Linked DNA regions of Zea mays: regions 1 and 2 are each linked to region 3. Evidence: chromatin contacts called from public Hi-C data. All regions are on one chromosome and are shown on one strand. The core of a region is the stretch at or near the end of the contact, and the rest is flanking DNA. Distances in the headings are between cores, read along the strand shown.

The links. Hi-C and Micro-C count contacts between places; a contact is called where the count stands out from the background.
Region 1: a contact with region 3 is called in a Hi-C map of ear, with 3 times the contacts expected there. The contact joins the promoter of LOC542634 here to the promoter of LOC541846 in region 3. A contact is called at or near these places in 2 of 25 Hi-C or Micro-C datasets (bundle sheath and ear).
Region 2: a contact with region 3 is called in a Hi-C map of bundle sheath, with 2.7 times the contacts expected there. The contact joins the promoter of LOC100383082 here to the promoter of LOC541846 in region 3. A contact is called at or near these places in 2 of 25 Hi-C or Micro-C datasets (bundle sheath and leaf).

What each region holds. Positions count from the first base shown.
Region 1 is chr1:82,101,008-82,105,201 of Zm-B73-REFERENCE-NAM-5.0, forward strand. It overlaps LOC542634 (glutathione S-transferase GST 34), which reads right to left and starts at 2,515. Exons shown (of 2, transcript NM_001112159.1): 1 at 2,165-2,515; 2 at 1,517-2,031. The coding sequence starts at 2,488. The coding sequence ends at 1,678.
Region 2 is chr1:82,007,274-82,010,938 of Zm-B73-REFERENCE-NAM-5.0, forward strand. LOC100383082 (putative cytochrome P450 superfamily protein) reads right to left here and starts at 1,550. Exons shown (of 5, transcript NM_001175753.1): 1 at 1,166-1,550. The coding sequence starts at 1,507.
Region 3 is chr1:82,374,574-82,378,485 of Zm-B73-REFERENCE-NAM-5.0, forward strand. LOC541846 (glutathione transferase37) reads left to right here and starts at 1,383. Exons shown (of 2, transcript NM_001158757.2): 1 at 1,383-1,769; 2 at 1,884-2,483. The coding sequence starts at 1,431. The coding sequence ends at 2,249. It also overlaps the pseudogene LOC100217074.

The DNA of each region.
Region 1 (4,194 bases), core at 1,265-3,764, 270 kb before region 3:
GCTGCAGTGCTGGTGCTGCACAAACGAGGCATTCTATTACGCAAAAATATCTTACGCCAAAACGTTTTCCTTCACCAATCTGGAGGGAGTAAGAGAATAGAGAAATATTTTTTCTTTATTTTTAACGGTATTATCTATTTGATGCACTATGACTTCAAGATTGTTTTAATTTTTTCTGATATTTTTTCTCGAAAAACTGCACGATAATAAAAGAACAAAACTAGAGAGTCCTACAGCGGCCAATAACAAGCATACATAAATCCATCCATAAGTGCCATGAGAGAAGGACAAGAAAGGGGAGATGAGAGTATAGATGTCCAAACGGGCCACCCGGCACGGGCCCGACCCGAACCCGATTCGGCCCGATCCAAATAGTGTCGGGCCAGGCACGACCCGTTAATGGATCGGGTCGGGCCGTGCCGGTCCACGTGCTCAGCTGTGTGCCCAAACACGGCACGTTCATGTCTAGATCGTGCCGGGCCGGCCCGAAAGCCCACCGTACCTAACGGGCCGTGTCCAACACTGGCCCGCACTGTTTCGAGACCGGCGGCGTCAGGAGCAGGCGCTACTCCCTGCAGGCGTTCTGCTCGCCCGTGGTCATCGCCCTCTCTCCGCCGTCGTCTGCGCGGCCGTTCCAGAGCATGGCGTGCGACGTCGCCATCTCGTGAGGCAGCACGACATGCATGCATGGGGCCCGCGTGCCACTCGGATCGAATCACTAGCTAGCTAGTGTCTGTCTTTCGTGGAGGTGTGCAGTGCAGCCAGCCATGGTGCCTCGCTCTTCAATTTGTAGGTCGCGGTGGTGGTGACGGCTGCTGCGTGCTCTCTGCTGCGCAGCCACCAAATCAAGTCAGGCTAGAGCACTCGATCGACTGGTCGTGTACGTCGACTTTGTTTAGACTTCAGACGTGGCGACAGCGAAGAAGGTGGCAGCCGTGTACGTACGTACTTCTTGCCGCCGACAGTAACAGCCGGCGTCGTCGTCAACCTCGAGTGCAACCGCAGGGCTAGGCTGTCTGTGGCTGGCTTACGGGCCGCCACCGTGCCGGCCTGCAGCTCGTGCCGGGCCGGGCCATAGCACGCGGGCCTTCGTAGCCGTCCAAACCCGGCCCGCTTAACGGGCCGTGCCGACCCGAACCCGTTATTAACCGTGCCGGACCGTGCTTGGACCGGACCAAAATCGTGTCGGGTCACGGGCCAAACGGGCGACCCGCGCTGTTTGGACATCTATAGATGAGAGGAACGCGAGAGTTCAACGAGGAGCATCGTCAGCTTGTGCTGCCGGGTGCTGAGGCGGACGACCGCTACCGGCGCGCAGCTGGCAGATGAGCGGCGCCGCTGGAGCAGCGAGAGAATGCGCACGATGTTGCCGCCAGCAGGAAGCCTAGGCATATGCGCCCGGTCGTGTTGTTGTTTTGTTAAACTGGACTTTATCCTTGAAACTGAAATGGAATGTACGAGTTCAGAACAGTAAGCTTTGCACTGAAGAATACAGATCGAGCCACTAGTGTATATATATGTCGATTTCCCTTTGACGGGCAGCAAAGCTTTATTTTCACAGAAGGACATGTATACAAACTACATGCTATTGACGGTGACATGCACCGGCACATGCGCAGTGAAAATCACAAAGCGCAATGCGGAGCCATTTTGCTCACTTTGGGAGCATTGATAGGATTAAGAGAACGACCCATAGGTCACGCTGAACTCAACGAACTTGTCGGCGTCAGGGATCGCGTCCACCACGGCCGGGTGGGCGCACAGCCGGTCAGCCCACGCCACCAGGTTGGGAACCTTCGCCTCGTCCAGCAGAGTGACCCCCGCGATCTTCTCCACCGCCTTCACCCAGCCGACGTGCGACACCAGGGCGATGTCCAGGTACCCGACGCTGTCCCCGCCGAAGTAGCGCTTCCCCTGGCCGAGCTGCGCGAAAGCCTCCTCCAGGAGCTGCAGGGCCGCGGACAGCTGCCCCGCCGCCTGCTCCTTGTCCCCGTCGTACGTTCCCTTCAGTACGCGGATCGCCGGGTGCATCTGCGTATACGTACACGTCAACCAGCCAGCCGGGAAACCATCATTGCTAAATTTCTGTGGAGAACCGATCAGAATTGCGTGCTCGATCAGAGGAAGAGCTCGGTCGGTCGGTTCGAGTCGACTAGCTAGCTACCTTGTCGTCGACGTACTGCGCCCAGAACCGCTGGACAGCGCGCGCGTAAGGGTCGGCGGGGAGGATGGCCGCCGGCGCGCCGGAGGACCAGACCTCGTCGATGTACTGAACGATGATTAGGGACTCGGAGAGGGGCTTGCCGTGGTGGAGCAGGACGGGGATCTTCTTGTGCACCGGGTTCGACGCGAGCAGCAGCTCGCTCTTGCTGCCCACCACCTCCTCCACGAACTCGTACTCCACATGCTTCAGCTTCAGCGCGATCAGGACGCGGATCACGAACGGGCTCGGCCATAGGCCGATCACTCGCACGGCGGCCTCCGACATTTTTTTGCTCGGATCGAGTTCTTGGCCCAGGGGAGAGCTCTACTGACAGGTGACAGCACTACTGTTTCCGTCGTGAATCGTGACCTACAAATATACCCTGAGGACAAGTTTGCTGCGAGTTGCATGTGGATATATGAGCTCTCGCTCGTTCTTTTCCCTTTTTCTCCACGGGCTATCTAGAGATTCTAGACGTCCTTGCGTGCGTCATGTTCCGGACACGCGAGCGGATCCTCTGTACTTAGAGGATTTTTACTTCCTCCGGACACAACTGCCTCTTTTTTGAGCGTCGTACCTTGCATTTCCAGATGAGGAAGCTGCTGTGTGCTGGATTTTGTGCGGTCGACCAGTTCAGAACAGTACACCTTGCCAGTCAGTCAACCGTTTCCTAATCAAACAGGAAGAGAGAGAGACAAAGAGTTGACAGAAAAAATGAACATTTTTCTCCTTTTCTATGAACTAGACTAGAAGCACTACACAAAAACAAAAACTTCCTACGGTTTTTTAACTTCATACAGCTTTTATAATAAACCGTAGAAAATATAAATAACTTCCGAGAGGCAATTGGTAGCTCTAGGAAATAAACATAACTTCCTACGGTGTTTTATAAAAATTGTAAGAAGTTAGCTTTCACATGCTAACTCAAGCGTGTGGTCAAACAAGCCGCTAACTTCTTATGGGCTACAGTCAGCCCAACTAACTTCCTACGGGCTACAGTAAGTCGTAGGAAGTTAGTCAGCTGATGGCGTGAAGCTACTAACTTCCTGTTGGGGACTTGTTCTCAAATGCTATAAATTGAAAACAAGGCAACATAAAATGTTAAATATTAAAACCCTTTGTCCGCTGAAGTATTATTTCCCTGAGGATTTAATGAGCTTCGGACGAAGGTTAAAGATGATGAACTACAAAGGTCTCACATTCGTAGTTAGAAGTAAAATAACGCAGAATAAAATATAAAACGTTAAAGAATATTAAGAATAGCTCATTTTATCTTATAAACTGAGATATTAAAACATGGTGTTTGATTACATTTATACCTTTGCCTTGACAGAGAGCAATAATTCCTGTTGGGCCTATGCTTCGTCGCCGAAGGTCTTGCAGGGAGAAGCAGTCTTCGACGGAAGCTGTTTGTATAAAATGGCCGAAGGTTCCTCTTTGTGAAGCTTCGGTATTGCAAACCGACTTAAAGATAGAATGACCTTTTAGTCCATAAAGGTCTGAGTCAATGTTGTAAGTTTTTATAAGGGGCTTACTTGTAATTCCTCACAGGCTGCGTCCTGTGCCTATAAATAGTGAACAGTATTCCATTACTGTTCACGCATTCGAGTTATTGCAATCGCATCTTCTGGAATCCAACCTTTTGCCAAGGCAAAGGTATTAATGTATTCAATGATTCAATACATTAAATAGATACAATGTAATTTGTCTATGATGTATTTATCCCCTTTATACCTTTTTATGTTATCTTATAATTTTTACTGAAATTTTATTACGAAGACTTAAACTTCGTAATTATGCTCTTATTAGCCTTCGTCCAAGGCCCATTATCCTCAAGGGAATAATGTTTCATGGACGAAGGACATTGACATTTAACATATTATGTTGTCTTGTTCTTAATTCATAGCATTTGAGAACAAGTCCCCAACATTGGCGCCCACCTCCGGTGAACTCACTTCCACTTTTTTGAGCTAATGGCTTCGTTCAACGAC
Region 2 (3,665 bases), core at 300-2,799, 370 kb before region 3:
TAGAAAAACACATGCTTTAATGGAGGCCCATTCATTGTCAAACCAAAAAGTGGTCTCTTCAATCATTTTGCGTTGATCGGGTTTCAGGGGCTGGTTACCAGTGGACCACATAAAACAAACTGGAAAATGTCAATTTTGACCAAACTCTCGCACAAGTTAATTTTTTCTTCCTCACCAACAAAATTGGATGGAACTCCTTCCTCATCTTCCAAAAATCAGACAGGTGACCAGCATGGCGGTTTCCACCCCGTGTCTTTTCTTTTTTAAGGTTAGTTTAGGAACTTAAATCCACTAGATTTCCGGAGACTGAGTGAAAAATTAACCCATTTTCTTCACAATCTTCGGGATTGGATTTAAGTTTTAAAACTAGCTCTTATATTATGTTTAGGGTTTCGGGATTGGATTTAAGTTTCAAAATATAGATGCTCTAGATTCACGCAATTTGATTGAAATTACCTAAATTCGTTTGGGTTGAGGCTTTATCTGTGGGTTGGGATAGATTGGACCCAGATTTGGCAGTGTTTGGTTGGAGATTCAAGTCAGTTAGATCCACATCCACCGCGACATCAGCTGAGTATTGTGTAGACGGAGGTTGGAACGGTACGGAGGGGAGGGGAAGACGTGACCCACTTCACGGCGCGGAGATCAGGGTCACGGCGGCAAAGCTCAGCTGCTCGCCAGAGTCGCAGGGCGAAGCTCGCCGGAGGTTGCGCTCCCCGCGGACGGAATTCGGCGCGCGCGATTTGGCTCAGCCCGCAGAAGAGAACGCAAGATAGAAAATGAAAATTGGAGGATGCTACTGCAAGACATTTTATCCTACCCCAAAAAAGAAATAGGGGGATGGACGACCCAACTCATGTAACGAAACGGAAAACGGATTCACGTACTCCATCCAATCACTATCAGGATGGATGTGCTGTGATGTGTGACACTGTGACCCATCCCACAAAATCCTAAAACCAAAACACACGCTAGCTTATCGAGCATCGATCGAGATCGGTTCGGCCGGGCTACAAAGTTTTGTGATGGCGCGCGTATGGCGGAGGACTAGAGCGCACCACAAACCCAATCTTGTGATGCCGTTCAGCCTCCACAAGTTGCGACGTCGGAGGAAAGCCTAACAACGGCAGAGGGAGCGCCGGAGGAGCGGGTGTCTCTCACGTACCTTGCCGTAGTTGGCGAAGTTGGTCCTGAGGATGTGCTCGACCACGGCGGGGTCGCACGTGTATATCTGCCGCCGGCCGGCCGGCACCAGCAGCTGGAAGGTCTTGCGCTCCCGGAACAGGTCCGTGTGGTAGTCGTGCAGCCGCCGGACGTGGTACAGCTGGTGGAACACCGTCCCCACCACCGGCGCGTACCGCTTCGGCGCCTTGCCGCCGCCGCCGCCGCGGCGCCGCCCGACGAGCAGGTAGTACGAGCAGACCGCGAGCAGCGCGAGGCCGGCGGCGGCGGCGGCGGCGGCGGCCAGAGCCGTGGAGGTGTCGTAGTAGTCTTGTGCTTCTCCCATGGCTGCTGCCAGGCTAGAGAATTTCGGCTGGCTAACCAAAGAGTATCATTTGGCTGTGGCTCCGGCTCTTATGAGATGGTTGTTGTATATATATAGAAGTGATCGCCTCTCTCACTCGTTCTCAATTCGTCATCGTGTCGTTAGCTCCACCCCACAACCTCCAAAAGAAAGCATATTTTGAAGTCATCCCATAGCAACCCCCAACATTATTTATTTTTCCACGCTACTATATATGTTACGTGAGCATGACATTTGAAGTCTTGGCAGCCACAGCGATTGCGATGAAAACGGATCTATATCCGCATTTTATCATCAGTCCGAAATAGTCGAGAACGAAAACAGAATTAGGATAAACGGAATTGCGAAAACAAATGAAAATGGATACTAACGGAAACTCGTAATTTAATACAAACATAAATGATATTGATGGTTAACTAGTGATTGATTGGTTGGACAATAACATAAAACAAATAGATACAGAGAGGCAACATTTTATTATTGTTTGATTGCTAATGATGTACATTTAACTATATCCGATGTTGTTTAAAACTTTACACCACTTTACATTGGAAAGAACCGATGGTTACAATGACCACTTTTGCTATAATTTATCACCTAAAGACACGAGGCTTTAGTTTATATATTAATGCATATTAGTCTTGTCCTATATTTATCAAATACACATTCAATCCGGATAAAAACAGGATCCCGCAAAAACGGAGGGAATAAACCCTCTCTCACTTCCGTCATATTTTCATATTTTTCCGTAAATATAAAAATAGACGGGTTAAATTTAAAAATTCTAGGTTCGCACGCTTCGATTATAATTCTAATCTCTACTCGTCCTAAGTTTTTGTATTAGGGAAGAACTAATATTTATTGGTGTCTACAAACTTTTGTTATGCTCACATTGAGCACGCACCTTTGACCACCCTTACTTTTCAGCCGACAATGTTTAGGCGAAACGCGTGCCGACAGCCTGGCAGGGTTGAAAAAAATATTTGGGTTTATTATAAGGTTGCCAGATCAAATATCTTTAGGGCAGCTTCAACGATGAGCTATAATACGCGAACTCTAAGTATATTATTTTATATTTCAATAAGAAAGAGGAATACTATTTTCATGAAACTGGTCATTTTTAAGATTATATTAAAATATCATATAAGATTATTTATATTATAAGTTACTACCTCCGTTTCAATTTATAATTCTTTCGATTTTTTACTTTAAGTTTGGTTGACTCGTCTTATTCAAAAAAAATATTATTATTACTTTTTAATATTATTTAGCATATAATATAGTTTAAGTGGTTTTGGATTTTTTTTTATAATTTTTTTAATAGGACGAGTGGTCAAACGTGGCACAAAAAATCAAACGGATTCTAGTTTGGGACCGATTGAGTATATGATAGAAGTTAATAAAGAAACTGTTTTTGGGATAGTAACTAGTTTATACTATTAATAGTACCCTTATTTACAAGGTAGGGGGCCTGGCGAAGATAGGAGCATGAGTTGCACAGGTGTCCAAATTTAGAGATTGAATGTTTTTAGGCGTTTGAACCAGATCCAGTAGTACGTGGAGGATACGTGACGAGGAACTTTATCCTAACACTTTGAACTTGTCCCCGGTACATTGTTAGATGATTTGGCACGTAGTAGTAGTAGCCACATATATCGCCGGCCGAGTGAAGTTACATTCAAGGTGAAAATATTGATCTTGTCAAGAACGCCACAAGGTAGGATGACGGCGACCGACTTGGGTCATCGCTTATCGGTCGGTGTGCGTGAAACAAGAATACTAGAATAGTACCCTTCGTCAGTTGACAAGAATGGTTAAAAAGTAGGAGGAACCGATCGCGGTTAACTTAAGTCGTGGACCATAACCAAAATTAGTGAGCTAGGAACTATATTCAAATTAAAGAGGTTCCTTACCGTGCTTGCAAGTTGCAAGGACCACCAGTTCCTCTGTTCAGAAAATATATCAGACGTGGACCATGCAAAAAAAATATTGATGATATTTAAGGATATTTTAGTCAAGATTATTAAAACATTATTTGGATACTCTATCATTTACCTCACTATATATGGATTGGAATAAATACTAGAGTAACCAACAGTAATAATACGGTGCATTTTCAATCCCGGTCTAAAGCCCCCGT
Region 3 (3,912 bases), core at 133-2,632:
AGGATCTGAGTTGTTGGAGGCATTTGGGCTAGATACAAACATGCTAGGTCCTCTTAGGATCATTGTCACCAAGTGGTGTGAGCTGATTCACCGAGAGCACGATTTTCCAATCTCTTGAGCTATTTTGTGAAATCTCTTATTCAAATTCATATTTTCATTTCCGACTTTGAAGTCTAAATATTTTTAGCTCAAATTTTATGCACACCTTTGAAACTCTCTTGTGAAGGTGTCTACAAAATTTTAGCTCAGTCAGGGTAAGTTTAGATCGAATTTTCATTTTAGAATACGGTTCGGGGTGGTGAAAACAACCTGAGTAAACAACACAGCTTTGGATCATTACGGAGGCTTCGGTGTACGTTTTGCATTCTGTTTATTTCGTTGGACTCGTATATGGCCTAGGAACGTTTCCAAAACAATCACAAGTTGGTTGATATGTTTTTGGCTTGAGCATTCTCTTCATTCCCACCAAGGTTAAGTGCTTAATTTCCGATTTTAAAATATTCTTCTTACAAACAGAATTCTAGCCGTTTTGAACGTTTTGCTATGTTCTTTGGTCATCACCGAGAACATTAAGCACTAGTGGGTGCCCATGTATTTGTTGTGTGTCATTTAATAATGTTTTGGAGGTTTGAGTGTAGCATTATGAAACAAGCCAAGATTGTATAAGCGCAAAGAAATTTTATTGGTTTCTATTCACCACTCTGGTCGGCTGTTTGGATCCTTCATTTACCGGTTGTGAATTATACATGTGGTTTTTCTGTTGTGCATTTTCTAGAAGAAAGTTCTTGTTATGTAGTTACTAGTAGTTTAAAAATAAAGAATGCAGCTAAAAATAATAGCATTAGGAAGCAAATTAAAGAGACTCAAACCTTCGAGAGATTCTTTATTTTTCGCTTTCTATTTGACTCTATATTTATCTTTTTATAAAGATTATACTCTATATATAGCATATCACTCTACCAGATTATCTATTTAGTTTGACTAGTCAGAGTAGCTAGCCAAATTTAACTAGTGAATAAGTTAATTTATAGAGTCAGATAGTTTAGCGAGTCAGATACTGTTGAAAAGTTATTTTAATATTGGATAAGTAAAATTTAGTTAGACAAGCTATTTGACTAGTCTCTTAGAGATGCTCGCTCTGTTAGTCAAAGTCAATACAAATTTACCCGTGTAGGCCGCCCTTTTGTCGAAGTGAGGGCACGTCACGGATGACGTACACAAACTGTACGTCTGATCCATGCACATGGTCGCATGGACCGAATCCGGACGTTCGCACCGATCCAAAAGACCAAAACAGATGACGATCTACATGGAGCCATGGACTGAATGCTGATGTTCGCAGAACGGATAGTCCAGAGTTCAAAGAAACTCGAGACTACAGACTACTCACAGGTCACTGTCTCACTCACTTGAAGCTCTAACAGCAAGCCATGGCAGGACGAGAAGCGGACAAAGACCCAGAGCTGAAGGTGCTCGGCGTGTGGTCGAGCCCGTTCGTTATCAGGGCCCGCGTCGCGCTAAACCTCAAGGGCCTCGCCTACCGATACGTGGAGGACAACCTGGACAGCAAGAGCGAGCTCCTCCTCGCCTCCAACCACGTGCACGGGAAGGTGCCGGTGCTCCTCCACGACGGCAGGCCCGTCTGCGAGTCCCGGGTCATCGTGGAGTATATCGACGAGGCCTTCCCGGCCAGCGGCCCCTGCCTCCTCCCCGCCGACCCGTACCGCCGCGCGGTCGACCGCTTCTGGGCCTCCTACGTCGACGACAAGGTATTAATTACCGTGCCGCCCCTCCCCTGCACTGCACGGCTGCAAATCAACTTCAGATTTCGTACTGGTCGACTGACCCCGGTAGTTGTGCGCGGCTTGGATAATGGATTGCAGCTCTTTCCCACCTGGATACCCGTCTACAACGGCAGGACGAGCGAGGACAGGGTCGCGGCGGCGAGGCAGGTAGTGGCCGTGCTGGAGAAGTTTGAGCGGGCGTTCGATGAGTGCTCCGGAGGCAAGGCGTTCTTCGGCGGGGACGCTGCTGGCCTCGTGGACGTCGTGCTAGGCGGCTTCCTCGGGTGGCTGCGCGCGTCTGAGGTGATGTGTGGCGTGAGGGTCATCGACCCCGCCAAGACGCCGCTGCTGGCGGCGTGGGCGGACCGGTTCGCCGCGCTCGACGGCGTCAGGGAGGTGATACCTGACGTGCAGAGGCTGCTGGAGTATAACAAGATTAGGCGAGCTCGTCGTGGGCTGCCGTAGGTGCTGGGCCTTGGGCCATCTATCTGCCAGCATGTGGTCAGTCAACTCTAAGCAGGAGACTTTGACAAGGTTAAAGTTTAGTTCATGAAGGTGGGCAATCTAATTAGGATGCTCATGCTTTAGCTAGGAGTGCCATTAGTTTTCCTGTTGAAAGGCATGTTTGGTTCCTCTTTCCTACTGAAAGAGTTTGTAATATCTTTACTACTATTAAGAAGGTAAGGGGTATGCTGCCATTACTAGTTCTGTCATTCCCATTCCTACCGTTCTCATTCCTATTCCCATTCCCGGTTCTGTCTCCACCCCCGATGCCCCTCCCCCGCGTAACCCCCGTGGCTCACCGCACCACACGAAACCTCTGATCCCATGACCTCGACGGCGGCCATGGCCGGCAAGCAGGTGCAATACCGTGCCCCAACTCGCCCCGCACGTCGCCCATCCTGTCACCCCCACGCGATGGCCGCAACTCCGCGAGACAACCGCTGTCCGCCCCCCACCACCCTCCCCCGCGACGCCCCCTCCCACGACGCTTTGTGCGCGTGAGTCTGCGACTGCCGACAGCCGTCGCCGTACTGGAGCCCGATCTGCTGGCTCCCCCTCAACCTCACCACCATGCCCCCATCGGACCTCGTCACGCCGTGCGTGGCGGTGCCGGTGATGGACGCGGCGTTGCTAGCCGTCATCGTCCCGCCTCGACGTTCGATCCATGCTCGCCACGGTTGGTGCTCGCACGCGATGTGGCGTGGCGAGGTTACCGCGGGCGCCGCGGAGGTGGAGGGGGAAGGGGAGGATGAGGGCACGGGCAAGAGAGTGCATCGCGGTGGACGGTCTCGTGAGTGAGTGCTGCTGCCTGCCCCTCTCTCTCTGCCTGCGTTCTCCTGGTGCTGCTCTCCCTCTCCTCCCCTGCTTCGACCTCCCGCCTTTCCCCACCGTTTCTTGGATTTCTAGGATCCAGACAACCGCCCTTGTGAGCCTGCCTTCCTGCCTACTACCTGCGTACATACAGGAGGGACCTTGGGTGATCCGGGTGCTTGGTTTCTTGGTTCTGCGGCTTTCGCTGCTGTTGGATTTGCCGAGCCGGAGCCGCCGGAGATGACCGTCGACGAGCTGAAGCTGCAGGCAAGGGCCAGCGGCGGCCACGACCTAAGGACCAGTTCCCCGTCGGCATGCGCGTGCTCGCCGTCGACGATGACCCGACCTGCCTCAAGGTCCTTGAGAACCTCTTGTTCCGCTGCCAGTACCATGGTACTTCCCTGTATGCTTGGCTTCCTACTCTTCTCATCGGATTGTATATACATCCTGCCGTTCTTTTTCACCTTTATTGTCCCCGATTCGGCTCTTCGGTTTGGTTTTATTTAGTTTCTGTTGTTCGCGTACCAACTATCAAGAAGTCTACGGAGATATTTGGGTTGCTGTTTTTGCATTTTTTTCATCACATAAATAGCAACCCCGACTCTATGCGCCACCCCCACTTCATCCTCCTATTGTTTTCACCGTGAAATATTTTTTGCCATGTAATGTCATGTCAGGCTCAGTTTCATCTTCTTTCTTTTGCAAATAATAATCGGGTTTGACTCTGCCGATCCGATTTTATTTGTACCATGCGCTGGCACACGGCTATATTTAGAACAATCTTATCTTCCAAAGCTTTTCCAACCACCAGCTG